Regions from separate parts of the Sus scrofa genome. Here region 1 is linked to region 2. Evidence: chromatin contacts called from public HiChIP or PLAC-seq data. All regions are on one chromosome and are shown on one strand. Each heading gives the region's core, a stretch centred on a gene start, on an enhancer-like site or on the middle of the called end of the contact. The rest is flanking DNA. Distances are from core to core; before and after follow the strand shown.

Region 1 (6,341 bases), core at 844-3,343, 230 kb before region 2:
GATGGCTGCTTCTGAAAAACCTGATCTCCGGGGCGGGGACACTTTTTGAAGAAAGTCTTTCTGAGCTTTCTGTTTAACTGTTGCTGTTAAAACTGCAGGCAACAGGCCTATTCCTAACGCTTGCCTCTCAGCAGCGGGGCGGGGGGGTGGTGGGGGGAGACCTCATAACAGCAATGAGTTCATTTCTTAATTCCTTTTTGAAATATTCACTTTACAAAAATTTAATTATCCTACTTAAAGATATGGAAATTGAGGAGTTCCCATTGTGGCTCAGCGAGTTAAGAACCCGACCAGCATCATTCATGAGGATGTGGGTTCCATCCCTGGCCTCGCTCAACAGGTTAAGGATGTGGAGTTCTACAAGTTGCAGTGCAGGTCGCAGATGCAGCTCAAATCAGGTGTTGCTGGGGCTGTGTAGGCTGGCAGCTGCAGCTCCGACTGGACCCCTAGGCTGGCATTTCCATATGCTACCAGTGTGGTTGTGAAAAGGAAAAAAAAAAAAAAAGGAAATGAGACACCACTGATTAAAAGCCCTGCCTTTGCCTTACATGATCTTGAAAGTTAGTCTTTCCCTGTGTGAATTTTTTTTTTTTTTTTTTTTTTGGCTTTTTAGGCTCCCATCTGTGGCATACAGAAGTTCCCTAGTCTAGGGCTTGAATCGGAGCTGCGGCTACTGGCCTACACCACAGCCACAGTGTGTAACAAGGGATCTGAGCCACATCTGCAACCTACACTGAAGCTCCCAGCAATGCTGGATCCTTAACCCACTGAACGAGGCCAGGGATGGAACCCACATCCTCATGGATACTAGTCGGGTTCCTTACCCATGAGCCACAATGGGAACTCCATTCCCCTTCCCCGTGTGAATTCTTTTTTTTGCTTTTTAGGGCTGCACGTGTGCCATATGGAGTTTCCCAAGCTAGGGGTCTAATCGGAGCTACAGCTGCCAGCCTACGCCAGAGCCACAGCAATGCCAGATCCAAGCCGAGTCTGCGACCTACACCACAGCTCACGGCAACCCTGGATCCTTAACCCACTAAGCAAGGCCGGGGATCGAACCTGCAACCTCATGGGTCCTAGTGGGATTCGTTTTCACTGCACCACGACGGGAACTCCCCCTGGGTGAATTCTTTATTCCTCTTTTAAATACTGCTGTTTCTGTGTCCGTCAACGATTTCCTCTACCTGGCCTCTGGAGTCTGATTTTTCTCTTGACTGGAAGTTACAGACAGAGGCTCATCACATTGAATCATGAACCTCGAGGAGGTAAGTGGAATTTTGGTAACACACCAGTTCCATGTCCATCAAAGGAAAAGTGGGAATCGCTGTCGGGATCCTCTAAGAAGGAAAAGTCCATTGGGCTCAGACCCAAGATGTACAAAGAAGACTCGGGTCTCTTCCATCTCCCTGAACCCCAACGTGTTCCTCGGTGTTCCTTTTATTAGGAACAATGAATCCACACCCTCAAAAGTGAGACATAAAACAGAGACGGAAGCGGAGTCAAAAGCAGAGACAAATTTGGAGCACGCGGAACTTCCGGCTGAGCTGGGTGTGACCCCAGCGGCTGCCGCCCGAAGGAGCTGGAGGGGAACAGCTGGCCTCCTGCACCTTGGCCCCACGTCAAAACCTCTTTCTTGGAGGAGGCGCTGAAAAGGTGTCTGGGTATTAATTTGTCTGTTGCAAGAGGTTTTAGTGCTGCTATAAATCACTCCTGATCACAAACAGGCCCTCCGTGGAGGTGTCTCTGAGATGCTTGAACTTGATGAGGCCTGAAAAGAAGAAACTTCAGCCAGTCCCATGGGAGTGGGGGGTAGGAGAAGCCAGACTACGGGCCAAGGTTAATCATCTGATGTGGTTAAAAGGCAAAAGCTCTGGCCCACAAAATCGCCCAACAAAAGTGAATCTGGCATGTGTAGCATTCTGGTAGCTGAGGGTTTTTTTGGGGGAGAGAGGGTTGTTGTGATTGTTGTTGTTGTTTTAAAGGAAGCATTTCTCCAAAGACGTGTTGAAACCCAGAGGCTGTAGTTCAAGGTTAAAGGGCCTGAGCCAGGAAAGGGCAATGTTCCGTTTTCTGGGTGAGACAGCCTTTTAATATTAGACAAGCAGCCTGCTGAACCCCAATGGGGAAGTTGAGAGGATGGCCATGGAGATGGTGACCTGGCCGGGTCATGGGGTCAATTTAAGATAAGAAAGTTCCCTAGAGTTTGAAGTTACTTCATCCAAGTCTCCAGTTATACTCAGACTGGAGCATAGCCTGGGACAATGAACCCACCCCAGGTCCAACCTCTAAGTGCTGCCTGATGAAGAGAACAGAGACCAGGGCAGGGCAGCTGGGAGCAGGTGCTTGTGATGTAGCACAATTTTTACCTTTCTCTTATTAAGATGCACCTTCTCCTTAGAGTGGGTATGAAAGGCTGGAAATCCCTGGCCCAAGGGCCAAAGATTGGGTGGTCCAGGAGTCTGGGATGTTAACAACTCCCCTTCCCCATCGTGGGATTCTGATATTGCTGGTTGATGTTGTGACCAAGACCCGAGACTCTCCCTGCCCCAACCCCACCCAGCCACACACCAAGCGTGGCTCCCGAGCCCCAAACATAACACTTTCCGTCAGGGTTGAGCAAGCCTCAGATAAGCTCTGTGCTCCTCGGGTGAAAAGGCCATGGTTTCATGGCCCTTCTTTTGGAATGAATCACAGAAGGAGGACTCTGCATTTATTCTTTGTGTGTACAAGCCAATGACTCAACTCTGGCAGCGGCATTCTTGTAAGATGGCCTTTGGGGGCCCCATCAGCCAAAGAGATAGTCAAATGCGCTATGCGCTAGTTGACTGTGGCCACACCACCCCCTCAGAGTGACCTTTATTGATTGTTGTTCCCAGATGCTCATTGTCCTCTCCCCATCCTTCAGAACTGCAACCAAGGAACAGAGCATAAGAAAGAAAGAAATGTTTACTTTTTTAAACCATTAAGTTGTTTTTTTTTTTTTTTTTTTTTTTTTTTTAGGGGGGTGATTTTTAGTGCCATGCCTGCGACATAGGGAAGTTCCCAGGCTAGGGGTCCAATTGGAGCTGCAGCTGCCAGCCTATGTCACAGCCACAGCCACAGCAACACGGGATCTGAGCCATGTCTGCGACCTACACCACAGCTCATGGCAATGCTGGATCCTTAACCCACAGAGCAAGGCCAGCGATCAAACCTGAATCCTCATGGATGCTAGTCAGATTCGCAACCTGCTGAGCCACAATGGGAACTCCAGGGGTGTTTTTTACTGTGACAAAAGCTGGTGGACAGACACAGACTTGCTCCTCAAAAGACACAGAAATATAGGACATTCCTTCACCCAACATACTTCTCCTAAACACCTACTCTGTGCAAGGTATTATTCAAGGTTAAATGTACAAACCTTACAAACATGGCCTCTGACCACCGCCTACCATTCAGCACTATCCCTCCTGCTACAGAAAATATTATCCTTTTTTTTTTTTTTTTTTTTCCTTTTTTGGCCACCCCCATGGCACATGGAAGTTCCCAGGCTAGGGATCGAACCTGAGTCACAGCTCCGACCTACATCACAACTGCAACAATGCCAGATCTTCACCAACTAAGTCAGGCCAGGGATGGAGTTGGCACCTCCACAGAGACAAGCCAGATCATTAACCCACTGCTCCATAGCAGGAACTCCTCATGTCACTCTTTCTCCTCAGAGCCTCTCAGTTGTTCTCCAGTCAACTCAAAATTAAAGCCCAAGTCCCTTATGACGGCCTGGAGCACCCCCCTACCCCACCCCTGACCTTGTCTCTTCTGCCATCTCATTTTCTACCACCGCTGGCATGCATGCCTGGAGTCCCGGCTGTTGCTGAAATACGCCAAGTGTGCTCCTGCCTCAGGGCTATTCTTTCTTCCTTGTCTCTTGTTCCCCAGGATACCACCAGGCTCTCTCCCTCCCCTCCTTTAAGTCTTTGCTCAAGTGTCACCTCCTCACTGAAAAAAAATACTGAGTTTCAATGAGAGTTCCTGTCATGGCACAGCGGAAACGAATCCGACTAGGAACTATGAGCTTGTGGGTTCGATCCCTGGCCTCACTCAGCGGGTTAAGGATCCGGTGTTGCCATGAGCTGTGGTGTAAGTCACAGACACGGCTCGGATCCTGTGTTGCTGTGGCTGTGGTGCAGGCCAGCAGTAACAGCTCGGATTTGACCCCTAGCCTGGGAACTTCCATACGCCACGAGTGTGGCCCTAAAAAGACAAAAGATAAAAAATAAAATAAAATAAAATACTGGGTTTCAAGCAAAAATTAAAATATTGGAAACTTGTCCCTGCCACTTCCCCAAATGCAAAGGCTTTTCTGATGAGACTGGAGATGATATGGATAAATGTGATTTTGATATTGGACCATGAAAGGTGTGAACTTTGGGAAAAGTCTGCATGACTTGATGAACCCACACTTTCCCAGTGATCCATGCCTGAGTGTGGGAAAAAGAGCCATGCAAAGTGCAAGGTGGACCAATGGATTTTAATGACATAAGCATATTGACATGATTTCTGATTTGACATTGCAACCAACCTTTAAGAAAGGACTGCTTAGAGTTCCCGCTGGGGCTCAGTGAGTTAAGAATCCAACATAGTGCCCATGAGGATGCAGGTTTGATCCCTGGCCTCACTCAGTGGTTTTGGGCTCTGGAATTGTCACAAGCTGCAGTGTAGGTCGCAGATGCCGCTTGGATCCCATGTTGCTGTGGCTGTGTTGTGGAGCCGCAGCTGCAGCTCTGATTCGACCCCTAGCCTGGGGACCTCCATAGGCCACAGGCAGGGACTTAAAGGAGAAGAAAAATAAGACTACTTTTTGAGTTCTGGTGTAGTAGCTAAGATCCCCAATTAAAGGGCTATTCAAACTTTCCCGACTACTGTCTGTGTGAGGCCAGGTTTTCTCCACCTACTTCCGCCAAAACCATATCAACACAGACCATATAGAAGCAGATATGAGAATCCAACCATTTCCCACTTCAGCCGAAAAGTAGAGAGACCTGCAAAAATGTTAAAAAACAAACAAACCAACAAAAATCATGCCACCCTTCCCTAAATTTTTGGTCTGAAATACATAGTAATTTTTCATTAGATATAGGTTGTTTATACGAACATGTCACATTGTTGCTTTGAAATGTTGCTATATGATTATTTTTAATTGCTTGGCTTTGATTTCTAGTATTGTAAATTTCAACAGTGATAGCCAGAAAAAAAACTTGGAGGTCTTCAATAATTTCAAAGGATCGCTCAGGGTTGTGAGACCTAAAAGTTTGAGAATTGCTGCTGTGTAGGACTTATTATTTTTTTTCTTCCTCTTTTAAAATGCAAACTACACTAAGGCAGAGGTAGTTTTCTGTCTTGTTCATAGTCCCCAGAGGGACAATGTGCCTAATATTAGAAGGCCCTTGGTAAAAATCTATTGAATGAATGAATGGATGCCACCCAAGCAGACCCTTCAGTCTCTTGAGCTTCCCTGCCAAGGTCCGGCGAAGGCGCCATAGCCATCCATCTGCTCTAAGGTATTTTCCAACTTCCTGCCCTCTCCAAACCAAACCCTTCTAGCCCCATCAAACCAGCCTGAACTCCCACCGCCCTGACCTGTCCCCCTCAGCCTGGCCCCAAGGCCACCCCTGGCCTCGTTTGTAGGCATCCCCTTTTCCTCCCACGTGATTTCGAGATCCCAGAGTATCACACATCGGGCGTCTCTTCTCTCTCCCTCAGCTCTCCGCACAGAGCCTAGCAGGGAAGAAATGCTTTCGACGTGAATAAGTATGTTTTGAGTGAGTGAACGACATGCAAAATGAGCATCTTTCACGTGAATAAGCCTACCGGATACTCACATGCCCAAGAGTGCTTCCAGCAGCCAGTCAAAGCCTTTCTCCGGTACAGCCTGGATCCCACACCTTTTGGTACCTATAGCTCAGCCCTTGACTCTCTCCCGAAGGTCCTCTGCTGACCCTCACTGGCCTGTCCCAGGGCTGGTATCCAGGCTTCTGCTTGTGGCTTTGGGTCCAGGCATTGTTCACTGCTGGAGTCCTTGCCTTAGTGACAATAGTAACATTTCTTCCTTTCTTTCTTCCTTTGTTTGTTTGTTTCTTTCTTTCTCTTTCTCTCTCTTTCACTGAGCAAAAGTGTTTATTTCTTAAAATGTTGGTCTAAATGTCTAGTAAATCCACCTGGACTAGGTTATTGTGTCTTTGTCTCTAAGACATTGCACGGAAGGTGATTTTCACCTTATATTTAACCTATGAAATCCTAAATTCTGAAGGATAGTGGCTAAGCCTAGCTAATATTTAATACGTGCCAGTCTGTGTGCAGGG
Region 2 (6,362 bases), core at 1,629-4,128:
TGTACATGGGGATAAAATGACACAGTCTTTGATAGACTCTATACATGTTCATCAAGGAGCCAAATTATCTCCGAGGTTGAGAACGTTTTTCTAACTTTCAACACGATCCATAGTGAGTCCAACTCATTGTCAAGTTAGTCTAATTTTGCCAATGAATCAAGATCAAAACACTCCCACTAATTTATTTATTAAAATAAAGACCTGGGCATTCCCGTCGTGGCTCAGTGGAAACCAATCTGCCTAGGATCCACGAGGACACAGATTTAATCCCTGGCCTCGATCAGTGGGTTAAGGATCTGGCGCTGCTGTGAGCTGGGGTGTAGGTCGCAGATGTGGCTCTGGTCCCGCATTGCTGTGGCTGTGACATAGGCCGGCAGCTGTAGCTCCGATTCAACCCCTAACCTGGGAACCTCCATATGCTGTGGCTGAGCCCTAAAAAGACAAATAAATAAATAAGTAAAGACCTGGATCCAAGTATTTCTCTGTATTGTCTCAAAGCAATATGATCCAGCCAGAGAAGAACAAATAAACTGAGCTACCCTCTTCTTGCTGGGGGAAAACTAAACTGAAAGAAAAAAGGAAAAGGAGTCAGATGAGAATCCTACCATACAGTGCAGGGAACTAGATCCAGTCTCTTGGGATAGACTGTGATGGAAGATAATATGAGAAAGGGAATGTGTATGTATGCACAACTGGGTTACTCTGCCGTACAGAAGAAATTACCACAACATTGTAAATCAACTATACTTTAAAAATGTTAAAAAAAAAAAAAAAGAGGAGACACGAATGTGCTGAGAAAAAGCAGTTAAATAAATGTGAGCATCACTGTATAGATGGTTTTGGTTTCCGACTATGACACTTATGCTGCGGGAATCCATCAGTTTTAACTCTGCTGGAAAGACAGAAGGAAAAAGACCAACCTACACCAAATGAAATACAGACTAATGCAGGGAAGATTTTTTTCCTCCCCAGCTAGAAAGGAAACCTCTCTGTCCTTTTGGAATAAAAAGGGAACTTAAAAAGCCCTAATGTCAGCTTGTTAAGCGTAGAGCCCAACCTTTAGTGTTTACTATTTACTTAATCAACTCACTCACTTTTTAACATGCCTGAGGATGACAGAAAGGCTTCTTTGTATAGGCTTTTCCTGCTGCTTCTGTATGGAAAGGTTTTATTTCTACTGGAGAGCAATGGCATGCATTTTATTATATGAGAGGGTATCAACATGGCTTTTGTTACCTGTGCTCCTAAAACCAGAAAGAAAGACAAAGAAGTGACCCAGGAACAGAACCATCCGGTCAAAGATTCCTCCTGTTGAAAAGTCACCAACCAATATTTGGTGGAGGGGAAATCTGGCCGTGACACGCTCGCTCTTGTTTCAGGTCAGATACACAGTGGCTGCAGCTCTGGGAAGCTGCTGGTTCCACTGCATCCTTCACACGGGTCCAGGTGGGGATGATTTCAGCCTCGGTCCATCAGAGTCTGGGCTTAAGCAAGTAACCTGTTTCTCTCCTTCCATGAGCGCAAAGAGACGCTATCACCTTATGGCTCATAGAAAGCATGCTAAATGGTGATGCTTTCCAGACATCAGTGCCAAAATTAACTCGCAGTTGGTGCCTACTTGCTCACGTTTCATTCCAAGTTCAAGTTAGTTGCTCTGAAAGGGAGAGGTTTACTCCTGTTCGCATTTTGCTTTCAACCTCCAAAACCATGGCGAGAAATTAATCTTAACCACTGAACATCTGCTTTAAAACCCAAACCGACGTCCATCATCTTAATGACATCAATTACAGATATACTGGTTATAAAATTCGATTGTGAATGGTTGCAGAGCGTCACCACACAAACCATGAAAGCCAGAGCCCTGGTCCTGATTGAATTACTCAAAACAATAGTTCACAAATTAGTGAGCACTCATTATTGCAGGCTTGAAGTTAGGTTTTAGCTGATTCAAAAGTTCCCTTATTCATCTTGTCCATTCCCACCTAAATCCACAACTGCATCACTATGTGGTCTCCTACATCTACGCATAGACTCGTAAGAACATCAATATCAAAGAAGAACAAAGGCAGAATTAGCCACACACACACACACCCACCCCCCCGCCACAGCTTAATGCTGAATGGGTGACAATGGACCGGCCTCACCCTCTTCTGAATATTCCCTTGGGAAAGATCACATCAGCACTTCCCTCAGGATAAGAAATAGAAAACAGGTTGCTTCACTGATATAAATAACTCTGCGGTGCCTTACATGGAGTAACTTTTCATGTATGAAAACCAATTTCCTTAAGACAGACTGACAGAAATGGAACCTCTTCTTCCCTTTATTTTATTCATTTATATTTTTAGATCTGCACCTGCAGCATATGGAGGTTCCCAGGCTAGAGGTCGTATCGGAGCTGCAGCTGCCGGCCCACGCCACTGTCACAGCAACCCGGGATCCAAGCCGAGTCTGTGACCTACACCACAGCTCACGGCAATGCTGGATCCTTAATCCACTGAGCGAGGCCAGGGGTCGAACCCACAACCACATGGATCCTAGTCGGGTTTGTTAACTGCTGAGCCATGAAGGGAATTCCCTGCCCTGGAAACATTTTACAGGCTAGTAATTAATGCCTTCTGACGAGTCACGTTTTTTGAAAAATTGCAACCAGAGATTAATAGGGTTAATTCACCTAACAGATATCACAGATTCATGGAGCAAACTATTTAACAGGCACAGAAGAACAGAGAGAATCCCAGGAAGATATAATCCCTCACAGAACCAAAAAACAAAGAAATGAAAAGGAAACTTAAGCCGGTTTTTGTCAGTGTGGCTTCCTCCCACACATTTCCTGCCAAGGGTAGGCAGTCTGCGCTCAGAACAGAGAGGGGAACAGGGCCCAGGGGAAGGCCAAGAACAGCAATGGCACATAGCAGGTGCTCAATAAATGCCTGCTGACTGTATGCAGACTCCTGCCTTCTGCACTTTTCTTCCCCGAGGTGTTGAGACTGAATCTAATGGCACGTAAACTCCCTACAAGAAGGTTCCAACCCTGAACCTCATCATGCTCAGGCTGTGGAAGGACCTCGAGCCTCGGTGCCTCCGTCTGTTCCCTGCCTCCTGCTCCTTTCCTTGCCTTTGGCTCCTCCTGCTTCCTCCTCCAAACTAAAACACGCCAGGGGCATCTCCGCACAGCGGCTCTTCGGCAGACAGAGGCAGAATTTGTTACAATCCCTGAAAGTCCACATCACGGAGAAATCCAAAACCTTCCACTTCCAACCCTCCAGCCAGCAAACCCACAAAGCCATCCTCCCGCCACCCCGCAGCTGGAACCCTGCTCATCACCACGCATGCTCCGCTCCCCTCCGGCCTTTCTCTTGACTCCTTCTTCACACCATATGGTCACCCCACCCCACTTCCTGGTGCCTTTTTTTTTTTTTTGGCCACACACACACACACACACACACACACACACACACGGAATGTGAAAGTTCCTGGGCCGGGGATCAAACCAGCTCCGCCAAAGCGACCCAAGTTGCTGCCGTGACCACGCCAGATCCTTAACCTGCTGCATCAGCAGAGAACGCCCCTCCCCCATCCCTTTAACGAAGGTCTTCATTTCACTCAGTAATTCACTCCCACTTTCTTGGGGACTCAGCTTCCTCCAAATGATCAGGCTTTTCTTTAGAATTTCTACCACACACCGAAGATGTTAAGACTTTTACTTGTATGTGGCAGTTGACAAAAGACGAACACATATGATACATGTTGCCCCAAACACCATGAGAGGTAGGTTTGATTTTTATTTTTCCATTGATGATATCAAGGCTCTGAGGGACAGAGGGGTTTGTCAAGGACACTCCCTCTTGACAGGTCTGTACTGGGGCTCCAGGTGTGTACAAACGAAGTGCAAGTGTCCCTTCTGCTGTGCCACCTCCTCCTTGGTCCTGCCCACTCCTGTAATCCCCTCAAGGATCACCTCTCAAAGGCTGTTCTAAAGTCCTTCCACCACCACCCCCCCAAAAAAAGAAAGAAGAAAATAACAAGCTACAGAGTTCCCTTGTGGTGCAGTGGGTTAAGAATCTGGTGTTGTGGCTGCTGTGGCATGGGTTCAATCCCTGGTTTGGGAATTTCCACATGCCAAAAGAATGGCCAAAAAAGTGTGTGCAGTAAAAAAAGTTGAATTAAGAAAGAAAGAGAGAGGGAGAGAGAGGGAAAGAAAGAAAGAAGGAAGGAAGGAAGGGAAAGAAAGAAAAAAAGAGGGAGGGGGGAAAAGAACAATCTTGGTTTGCAATGATGGTTACACAACTTAAAAAATTTGCTAAAATATCACTGAATTGAACACTTATAATGGGTGGATTTTATGACATGTAAGCTATACCTCAATAAAGCTGATACAATAATCTTTAAGAAAAAATAATATGTCCTCTTCCCCGCCTCCTCTTAAACTTCCCCAGATCATCTTGTGAACCTGTCCTTCCCCGGACATTTCTTTTGGCCAAGATCACCGATGGTTTCCATGTTGCCAAACCCAATCAGCGGAATCTGACACCGCTGGTGACGTTACTCTGGAACTGAGTCCCTTGCTTCCAGGACACCACAGGCGTCCGGGCCCCGCCTGCTCACTGACCGCACCCGCTCAGTCTCCCTCACTAGCCCCTTCTCCCAATTCCAATTTTCAAATGTGTTTCTTTCAATCCCATGGCTCTAAATACCCCTCCCCTCACTCTATAGCCTGAGCCCCAAGACTCACGGTCATAATAAATGCGGAATAAAAAGTATATAAATAATTAAAAATATGTCAGACCCTTACGTCAAGAACCCAAGCTAAAATAAATTCAACTAAAAGAAGGAAGAATAGAGTTTGAGGCTAAAGAGGGGAGTATGAGATTTTAACTCAAGAAATCTGGATAGAAATAAGACCCCGAACGGAGTTCCCGTTGTGGCTCAGTGGTTAATGAATCCAACTAGGAACATGAGGTTGTGCGTTTGATCCCTGGCCTTGCTCAGTGGGTTAAGGATCCGGCGTTGCCATGAGCTCTGGTATAGGTTGCAGACGCGGCTCAGATCCCAAGTTGCTGTGGCTGTGGTGTAGGCCGGCAGCTATAGCTCCCATAGACCCCTAGCCTGGGAACCTCCATATGCCGCAGGAGCGGCCCTAGAAAAGGAAAAAAGACAAAAAAAGAAAGAAAGAAAGAAATAAGAACCGAAGAATGTTCCATACAAAAGGGGAAGGGGAGTCAGTCGGAGAGGAAGGAAGAGGCAGTGGTTCAACGCCACAGGTCCCTGTCAGGTTTTAGAACCAAGACCATAGCAACACATTCCTGCCAGCAAGTTTGTTTGGAGAGGATGGTCGTGGACCTTGAGGTTTGGCATCAGTGGCACCACTGACTTGAGAATCAGAATCATTAGCAAAAGGGCAATAGCTCTGGAAGTTCAGGGTGTTGGAAGGTTCTACACTATTTCCAGATCACTCTTTTTTTTTTTTTTTTTTTTTTTCTTTTTACAGCCATCCCTGAGGCACATGGAGGTTCCCAGGCTAGGGTCTGAATCAGAACTACAGCTGCCACCTGCGCCACAGCCACGGCAACGCGAGATCCAAGCTGCATCTGCCACCTACGCTGCAGCTTAATGCCAGATCCTTAACCACTGAGTGAGGCCAGGGACGAACTTGCATCCTCACAGGGAGGTCGCTGCGTCCTTAACCTGCTGAGCCACCACGGGAACTCCCTCCAGATCACCTTTAAAACCATTCTCTGTCCTGCCCCAGCTCATTCCCAGTTAAGTTGTGTTTACAAAATGAGTAGGTGAAGCGTGACAGGTTCACGGCGCTAACTACTGGATGATTCCATTAGCAGTCTGCTATTAATGTATTTCCAGTGGAGTTTCTTATACAAGAGAGGAACAATAATCAAGGAAATGATTTTTTTGTTGACTTAATGTACACGACAAAAAGGATGAGAAACTGAAGAAGGTCATTTTGCATTTGCCATTTAACACATTTTGGGCCCTAGGTAAAAGTACAATTTGTGGAGGTTATCACAGCTGGTTCCTTAGTAACCCAGTATTTCTTCATGAGGTTTCAAAGTTACAGAAGCGAAATATGAGAGAACTCCCAGGTGGTACAGTGGGTTAAGGATCCAGCACTGTCACTGTCATGGCTCTGGTCACTGCTGTGGCATAGATGTGATACCTGGCCCAGGAATTTTTGTATGCCATGGGAGCAGCCAAAAAAATAATAACAAAAAAATAAAAATGGGAGTTCCCATCATGGTGCAGTGGAAACAAATCCGACTAGGAACCATGAGGTTGCAGGTTTGATCCCTGGCCTCGCTCAGTGGGTTAAGGATCCAGTGTTGCCATGACCTGTGGTATAGGTT

The links. HiChIP or PLAC-seq counts read pairs in DNA pulled down with a chosen protein or histone mark.
Region 1: an H3K27ac HiChIP or PLAC-seq map of alveolar macrophages shows a contact between it and region 2. The contact joins two enhancer-like sites. A contact is called at or near these places in 1 of 47 Hi-C or Micro-C datasets (epiblast stem cells) and 1 of 2 datasets of contacts at active chromatin or transcription factors (alveolar macrophages).

What each region holds. Positions count from the first base shown.
Region 1 is chr7:40,482,278-40,488,618 of Sscrofa11.1, reverse strand. No RefSeq gene overlaps it. Among named protein-coding and RNA genes, the nearest start is that of CLIC5, 320 kb to the left of the region's middle. Within about 2 kb of position 2,093, at least 11 of the 83 cell types and tissues checked have an H3K27ac peak or open chromatin away from gene starts, as enhancers often do. A contact at or near this core is called in alveolar macrophages, where this site is marked.
Region 2 is chr7:40,250,992-40,257,353 of Sscrofa11.1, reverse strand. All of the region lies in intron 5 of RUNX2 (runt-related transcription factor 2), which reads right to left. Among named protein-coding and RNA genes, the nearest start is that of SUPT3H, 93 kb to the right of the region's middle. Within about 2 kb of position 2,878, at least 11 of the 83 cell types and tissues checked have an H3K27ac peak or open chromatin away from gene starts, as enhancers often do. A contact at or near this core is called in alveolar macrophages, where this site is marked.